2 separate regions of the Macaca mulatta genome follow, and region 2 is linked to region 1. A link is a contact called in public Hi-C data. All regions are on one chromosome and are shown on one strand. The core of a region is the stretch at or near the end of the contact, and the rest is flanking DNA. Distances in the headings are between cores, read along the strand shown. Region 1 holds the start of ETV6 (ETS variant transcription factor 6). Region 2 overlaps ETV6 (ETS variant transcription factor 6).

What was found. Hi-C and Micro-C count contacts between places; a contact is called where the count stands out from the background.
Region 2: a Hi-C map of fetal cortex germinal zone shows a contact between it and region 1, with 1.7 times the contacts expected there. The contact joins the enhancer-like site here to the promoter of ETV6 in region 1. A contact is called at or near these places in 2 of 14 Hi-C or Micro-C datasets (fetal cortex germinal zone and fibroblasts).

What each region holds. Positions count from the first base shown.
Region 1 is chr11:14,089,454-14,093,566 of T2T-MMU8v2.0, forward strand. It overlaps ETV6 (ETS variant transcription factor 6), which reads left to right and starts at 1,956. Exons shown (of 8, transcript NM_001266080.1): 1 at 1,956-2,121. The coding sequence starts at 2,089. LOC107000769 (a long non-coding RNA gene) reads right to left here and starts at 1,444. Exons shown (of 2, transcript XR_013400907.1): 1 at 1,192-1,444.
Region 2 is chr11:14,264,409-14,268,521 of T2T-MMU8v2.0, forward strand. All of the region lies in intron 2 of ETV6 (ETS variant transcription factor 6), which reads left to right. Among named protein-coding and RNA genes, the nearest start is that of ETV6, 180 kb to the left of the region's middle. Within about 2 kb of position 2,108, at least 8 of the 40 cell types and tissues checked have an H3K27ac peak or open chromatin away from gene starts, as enhancers often do. A contact at or near this core is called in fetal cortex germinal zone, where this site is marked.

The DNA of each region.
Region 1 (4,113 bases), core at 706-3,205:
GCAAAAGAATACAGATTTGTTAAAGGGAAGAAGGGGGTGGTCAAAGGCAGAGGAGTCGGTGTGGACAAGACTGAGATCTCTTGGAGAGTAGGACTACCAGTTGACAAACACTGTTCAGGTTCCTGGAGGCTCACAAAAACCAGTTCCCACCATCCCAGCAACAGCACTCTTTCCCACCCTAGCCTCGTTCGGAGTGATCTGATCAATGTGTGAACAAAAGTATTGTGTATACAAGTCTGAACACATTTCATAATATGGAGAGGTGAAGAAAAGTGGGTAGGCAAAATCTGTAGGGTGGGGAGACTCGGGGAAATGTGTCCTGGTTCGGTGCAGGTAACATATATGGGTATATACATATTTATACCATATTTAATATATTACTCAATAGAGACGAAATTACAACAAATTTCGTTTTACATTACACATCCACATATTAAACCCCCATATATGTGTTAACAAGGTTAGAATTTAAGTATAATGATAATGTTCTCAGTTTTTTGTGGTGGACACTTCAGGGCAATTTAAGAGACTGTAAATAATAATAAAAATAATAAAGTAATCAGACCACTTGTGCTCAAGGCTAGACCCCTCAGTCCCAACGGCCTCAACCACCCTCAACTGCTTTTCCAACCAAATATTCCTCCCCCTGCAGGATCCCAGGGCCATCCAATCAACCGGCCAATGACGGTTTCACAGAAGCGGTCCTGGGGAGGGGTATTATCTGCAGGAACACGTCCTGCCAAGTTTGTAGTCGAGTCACCTATTTCGGTTGGTGGCGGCCGCTATTTCTTTAAAAGGGCAGTAGATTTCGAAACAGGAGGGGGAGGTCAGGAAAAGGAACTCAGCTGCCTTTGATAACTGCCCTGCAACCTTCCCGTCCCGGAGCGCGTGCTCGGCTGGGGAAGCGCCCGCGGCCGCCGCATCCCCAAGCGGGCGCGCGGCGCCACCTCTTTCCGGGGCGCCCACCTTCCCCGGGAATCCCCCCGCCCGGCGGTCCCCCAGCGTCTGCAGCGCGGCCGCCCCGGCTTTGTCTCCGGCGTCGCGCTCGGGCGCCCGCTCTCCCCACATTTCCCCGTGTGCAGGCTGTAACCCGATCTCCCATTTCCTGGTGGATTCTCTTAAAGAGGCAGCGGTCGAGAAGCAGAACAAAGGCTATTGTTTTATTTCCTCCTTCGGATTCCGCGTCCTTACCGGAATGGCCCTTCATAGATAATTACTTTCGTTGCATCTGCGCTTAGGGAAACGTTTCAAAACCCTTGTGCAAATCGATGTATCCAAGAGATGGAGCCAGGGGAGGTGGGAGGAGTTTAATAAAACCTGTTTTGTGGTGTCTGGGGCCACGATGTAACGTTTTTTAAAGGTGTCTTCCTTAAGCCCGGAAATTGGCTCCGCCAGCGGGAGGTCTCGCGGCGTGGAGGGCGGGCGCCCGCACCGGGGGCCGGCCTGGGGGGCTGCGCCGCTCGCCCCGCTAGCAGCCGCGGCCTCGCGCGGCCCCGCTCCCCGGGTTTCCTCCGCCCGCGCCCCCGCGGCCGCCCCTCCCCCGCGCGGCTTTTATTTCCCCGATGCCGGGCTGTAACCCGAGCTTTTATTTCCTGGTGGCTCCTTTAAGAGGCAGAGCTCAGTGCTGGGAATTCACGTCAGTTTCTGCACTGAAACTCTCAAGATCAATGAGCAAAGAGCTTTCTCAGTTCTGCCTTTCAGTTTCTCTCTTCCAGGAAGGAAAACATTCGAGAGAGCGAGGGAGAGCGGCGGGAGGGCGGGGGGCGGGGGCGCCGGCTGCGGGTGGGAGGAGAGACCGGGAGGCTGGCCGGGCTGCGTCCCGGGTCCCCGCGCCGCGCCGCGACCTGCAGACCCCGCCGCCGCGCTCGGGCCCGGCTCCCACGCCCCCGCCGCCCCGCGCGCCCAACTCCGCCGGCCGCCCCGCCCCGCCCCGCGCGCTCCAGACCCCCGGGGCGGCTGCCGGGAGAGATGCTGGAAGAAACTTCTTAAATGACCGCGTCCGGCTGGCCGTGGAGCCTTTCTGGGTTGGGGAGAGGAAAGGAAAGTGGAAAAAACCTGAGAACTTCCTGATCTCTCTCGCTGTGAGACATGTCTGAGACTCCTGCTCAGTGTAGCATTAAGGTAAAAATCTTCTCCCTTCCCTCTCCGTGGTGGAAACCCTGAGCTGCACCGGCCAGGGCAGTCGTGCTGGGCTCCTCAGAGCGGGCTGTTGCAGTTGCTCTGTTCGCAGTAAATTATTTGGGGCGCGAGGGAAGGAGATGCAGCTCGCGGCGGCGGCTGTACCCTTTAGCGTAACCTTGCTACTCCCCACCGCCGAGCCCCTGCCGGCTCCTCGGCCCCCACCCTCTTGCTTTTTGACAATGAAATGCCGGTCACAATTGGTCAGGAGCAACCCGGATTGTCTCCAGAACTGTAAAACACCCCCGTAATTAGTGCGCTTAAAAAAACCCCCAAAAACCTGCTCCCTATTCCTACACCCAACATGTGACTGAAATGTAACTTTTGTCCCCGAGGGGTGGTCTTCTTAGAAAAAAAGTTCTTCAGTCCCAGCTGCGATAGAATCTTTTTCTTCATTTTTTTAAAGGACTCTCTGGGTCTGATCAGACATGATTTTTTTCCCCCTCGTCTGATTGTAATTGCAAGTGCTGTCGGAGAGGCAGTCCTGGTGTCAGCTTTTCCTAGGCATTGCACAATGAATTTTTTTTTTTTTTAACCTAGGTGAATAAAGTTGCTGAATAGTTATTTTACTCTGATCCATATGAAAGTTGAGCAATCCCAAAGTAGAAAACTCCTGTGATGCAGGGAGAGGAAGAACTAAGCAAACCAGGCAAAATGACCTTCTGTGTTTGACAGTGCAGAGAGGATATCTAAGAGCAGCACCCTCCCAGCTTTCTGGCCGGTTTTGCAGTATTGTAAATGCAGGGCGGTGGATGTTTGTAAACACACTGCTGGGCTACCCAGTAGTTGTGTGTATGCATGTCTATATATCTGTAAAGACTGTGGTGCTGCGGTTTGTTGCTTCTGAAAAGTTGTTGTAAAGTTTGCCACCATTGGGAGGCAGGATGATTTATCCGTCTACCCCAGTTATTTTTCCCATCGCTGCATTTATTGTACACTTTATTCATTTCACTATTCCACCAGTACCCAGGTAGAAAGCCTTCTGCCCCTGTGAGAGGCTGAAGCTGCTGAAGTTTTGTTTTTGGTTTGGCCTATTTAATGTATGTTCATTGAATGGACATTACAGCAACAATGGACAAGTAACCTGTTTTCTTCGTCTGTAGAAAAACCCTTCCTGTTTTAACACTGCCTTTCAATTAGAATCTGTGTAGGGGAAACGCAGTAGTTCATCATACAGGCTTACTAGGTTTTTAATAATTAGAATCACATTTTGGTGTTTCTTACCAGAAAACATTTTCATGGGTTTGAGGAGAGGCTAATGTGAAATCAAAAGGTGTGTTGGGCTTCTTTGTTTTTGCCTCACAAAAATGCCCAATGGAACTTTTACGCTTTTGTGTTTGTACATATCTGGAGGTAGCAGTATGTCTGTGGGCATGGGGCGTGCCACACTAAAGAACTTGGGGTACTTTGATATTAATACTTCAAAACCAGTTTCTTTTGTGGTATAAATTAGATTCTACACCCAGTTCAGGAAAATCCTGTGGTATAGGTAATCTGATTTATTTGATGCTTCATAACATAGAGGTAACTTAAGACTAGGGTATTCAATCAATAAATTGTATTTAGCTCAGTGGCAATAAACCCAACATCAGGAAAATCTGGACCAATTACAGATCAGTAACTTTAGGACAAAACAACAAAAAGCAATGCTTTCTGTGACCTTTCTTGATTCTCTTCTAAACTGCATCCCCACCGTTCTGATGGGCTTATGGTGGTGTGCTGGCTGCAGACTGCTACTGAGTGGTTTGTTTCATTGTGCTCCAGTCGGAAAAAGAGTACAACAGCCCTTTGCCTTACTCACATACAGAACCAATCCCAAGCAAAACGCTTTCTTAAATGCAACATGAAAATTGTGTCTATAATTTGCATATCATTTTTTCCTTATTGCTTACAACTCAGTTCTTTTAGGGTGCCTCTTTTCATTACTGTGTACTT
Region 2 (4,113 bases), core at 858-3,357, 180 kb after region 1:
AATAGTTCCTGGTAGGTCTGAGGAACATCAGAGAGGTCAGTGTGGCTGGAGCAGAATGAAGGAGGGAAAGGATGATGGTTAGGAAAGGATGGTGGGGGCTAGGTACAGACAGGTCAGGTCATGTAGGGCCCAGAAGATCATTGTAAAGACCTTGGCATGAACTGTGAGTGAGATAGGATTCTAGGCAGAGTGACATGATGAAACTTACCAACAGAGGAGCGATGTGATTTGAATGAATCTCTTTGGCAGCTCTGTTGAGGACAGATGTAGGGAAGGAACAGTGGAAGCTGGGAGACCAGTCAGGGACCAGTAACAATGATCCAGGCAAGAGAGGATGGTGGCTGGGACTAATGTAGTAGCCGCAGAGGTGGCAGAAGTGGGCAGAGCTGGATACATTTGGAAGGCAGAGCCAATAGCACTTACCAAGGGACCAGAACAGGGTGTAAAAGAAGAAACAAGGGGCCGGGTGCGGTGGCTCACGCCTGGAATCCCAGCACTTTGGGAGGCTGAGGCAGGCAGATCACAAGGTCAGGAGATCTAGACCATCCTGGCTAACACGGCAAAACCCTGTCTTTACTGAAAATACAAAAAAATTAGCCAGGCGTGGTGGCAGGTGCCTGTAGTCCCAGCTACTCGGGAGGCTGAGGTGGGAGAATGGCATGAATTTGGGAGGCGGAGTTTGCAGTGAGCTGAGATGGCACCACTGCTCTCCAGCCTGGGCGACAGAGCGAGAGTCCGGCAGGAAGGAAGGAAGGAAGGAAAGGAGGGAGGGAGGGAGGGAGGAAGGGAGGGAGGGAGGGAGGGAGGAAGGAAGGAAATAAGGGTGATTGGAAGGTGTGGGGCCTTAGCCACAGAAAGAATGGAGTTTGCCTTCTCTGCGATGGGAAAGGGTGAGAATAGCAGATTTAGATGAGTGACATCCGGAGGTTGATTGGCATGCATTAAGCCTAACGTCCCTATTAAGCATCAAAATGGAGATGTTGACCAGACACAGTGGCTCATGCTTGTAATCCCAGCACTTTGGGAGTCTGAGGCAGGAGGATTGCTTGAGGCTAGAGTTTGAGACCAGCCTGGGCAACATAGCAAGACCCCATCTCTTAAAAAAAAATGTTTTTTAAATTAACTGGGCATGGTGGCTCACTTGTAGTCCTAACCACTTGGAAGGCTGAGGCAAGGGGATCACTTGAAGCCAGGAGTTCGAGGCTGCAGTGAACCATGATCCCACCACTGTACAACAACCCTGTTGTCTGGGCAACAGAATGAGATTCTGTCTCTTAAAAACAAACATGGAGATGCATTGTCACCTCCCACCCTCACCCCCATTTGAACACACACTCACATGTATCTCATGTCCTAATCCTACTGAACTACTCAACATTCCCCAAACTAGTTGTGCTTTTTCACGTGTCCAGGCCTCGCATCCGCTGTTCCTCTGCCTGGAAAGCTGTTAGCCTATCCAGTTGAGAAAGTCTTCCCTGGCCGTGCACGAATGCACTAACTTGAAAATGTCTCTTTACTTTCCTTTCTTCCCTTCCAGACCGCAAAATCCAGTCTCATTCACCTTGATGTGCCCTGCACCTAATCCGGGACATGAGGCATAGTGGGTACCTCCTAGGTTAGACGGATGGGTGAGTGGGTGAGTGAACGGAGAGGTGGACAAAATGAGAACTCAGCAGTTAGACCCAACTGTGTTTTGATGGTAATGATGGGAATTCCCCTGGCACATCGCCAGGTGAGATGATCATTCAGCCTGAAATGAAAGAAACAGCAGATGTCAGGAAGTTTTTGTGAATCCTGCCTTGTGCGTTAGAACTCTCCAGCATACGTCCCCTTTCCCGGACACTCTCCCTACCTTTCTCCCCCATTTCTAGCTCCTGGTCTTATTCACCTGTAGCATCAGTAAACATATACCCTGTACTGTTTGCATCCAGGTCTGTAGGAGAAATTTTGGTTATAAAACCGGAAGAGTGTTTAACCTAACGTCGTGCTGCAAGCTTGCTTTCCACGGGCCTCCGGGTCTGCCAAAATGATCAGGCCTCATTATTTAGGAAGCTGCCTCAGCCAGGCATTACTAATTTGGGCATTACTAATTCGGATGCCTATTCAGGCAAATGAGCAATGAATGTAAAGTGCTTTTGTCAGTGAATTGCCAGTGAAGAGAAGAGGGAGTGGGGGAAGTAAAGGGAAAGTGATAGAATGTTTGAGCTTTGCTTCATTTCCAGAAAGGACAGCCATTGCTTCCTGGAAGCTGGGCTTGGCAACAGGCGTGGAGGAATGGGAAAGATTTATTTCCCTTTGCCAAAGCTCAATAATTCAGCTTCAGTATTTCAAATCAATACATTTCTTGCAAAGTTTCCAAGGGCTGCATTAAAAAGGCCATTTTTAAAAATTATCAGTGCATGACAGCATCCTCCGACAAGACTGGCATGTCAGGGATGAGTCCAGTCTTCCAAACAGACAAGACACCAGTGAGAAAGGAGGCTGCCACAAGCAGGAAAGCAAAGTCAGAGCTGACAGCAAGACCAACCGCACCTGCAGGGCCTCTGGCGTTCACACACCTCATTGGTTTTGTAGAGCTCTGTCTGAGATGAGCAGCTGGCTCCCTCCTTCTAAGTGCTTGTGTGGGGAAATCTGCGACTCTAACTCCGTATTTCCTTGAAGCTTCAATTCATCACTGAACTTGGGAAAGACTAACTTGGAGAGGTCTCCATCACAATCTAGCATTGCTGAGATGTCTGACAGGCCGAGTCACTCATACTTTTGTACTTTTGTGAATTGTTAAAAATTTCATAGTTCTGACATCTGGACGTCTTGACTTTCGGTGATAGGAGATATGGAAAGACAGTAAAAGGCTGTGTGTTTACTGTTGTTGTAATACAGATTCCTTTTTTTTTTTTTTTTTTTTTTTTTTTTTTTTTTTTTTTAGAGACAGCATCTGGCACTGTCACCCGGGCTGGAGTATAATGGCGCGATCTTGGCTCACTGCAACCTCCGCCGCCCAGGTTCAAGCAGTTCTCTTGCCTTAGCCTTCCAAGTAGCTGGGATTACAGGTGCCCACCACCAGGCTAGTCTAATTTTTTGTATTTTTAGTAGAGGCAGGTTTCACTATGTTGGCCAGGCTGGTCTCAAACTCCTGACCTTGTGATCCACCTGCCTCAGCCTCCCAAAGTGCTGGGATTACAGGTGTGAACCACCACAGCCGGCCAGAAATTCCTTCTATTTCGATGTTTTATGTTCGCTAGAATCGTTCCTTAGTTCTTTCAGTGGGAGAAGCCAATCATCCCCCCTTGACGGCGAGTGCCCTTTGAGGCTCACAGCCATTTGATTCTTCCTGTGTATCCCCTCTGGTTGTTGTCTCTGTTTCTGGAGTGCAGTGGTTCCTGCACTTTGGACTGTAACCCCCTTTGGTGGGGCCAGAGACCCCTTAGATTAATTATCACGTTTCTTTCACTTACTGCCACAAAAGCCAGCAGCGATTCACCAGGAGAACCAGACGATGGGAGCTCTTTTTTATGAGACACCAAAGGGGCTCTGTGTTTCCCAGCATGAAGGCTTCAGTGACAGAGTCTGGGAGGACAGCATAGGCAGCAGTATAATTTTCAGAATCCCCACGGAAGAGCAGAGCAACTCAATAGCAAAACCAAAACCCAGTGACAAGACATCCCCAAGTCCCACCTTAATGGGACTTTTGGTAGCCTTTGGAACAGGGAAAACCCAAAAATAGCCAAGAGGTATTCACCAGAAAGCCTGAAAATGGGAGTGGTTTTGCTCATTCCTAGTACCGGTAGTGAGTGCAAGTGGCCTCGAGGAGGTCTGAAAGGTGTAGAGTTCTCTGGTTTCTGTGAACTCTGCAACTGACCAGCCACATTGATGGCCAGCTTTCAAGATAGCTGTGGAGAAGCTGCTGGGAGTGGAGGCACATTGAAAAGGTTAGGGACGGCCGGACGTGGTGGCTCACTCCTGTAATCCCAGTACTTTGGGAGGCCAGGCAGGTGGATCACCTGAGGTCAGGAGTTCGAGACCAGCCTGACCAACATGGTGAAACCCCATCTCTACTAAAAATACAAAAATTAGCCAGGCGTGGTGGCACATGCCTGTCATCCCAGCTACTCA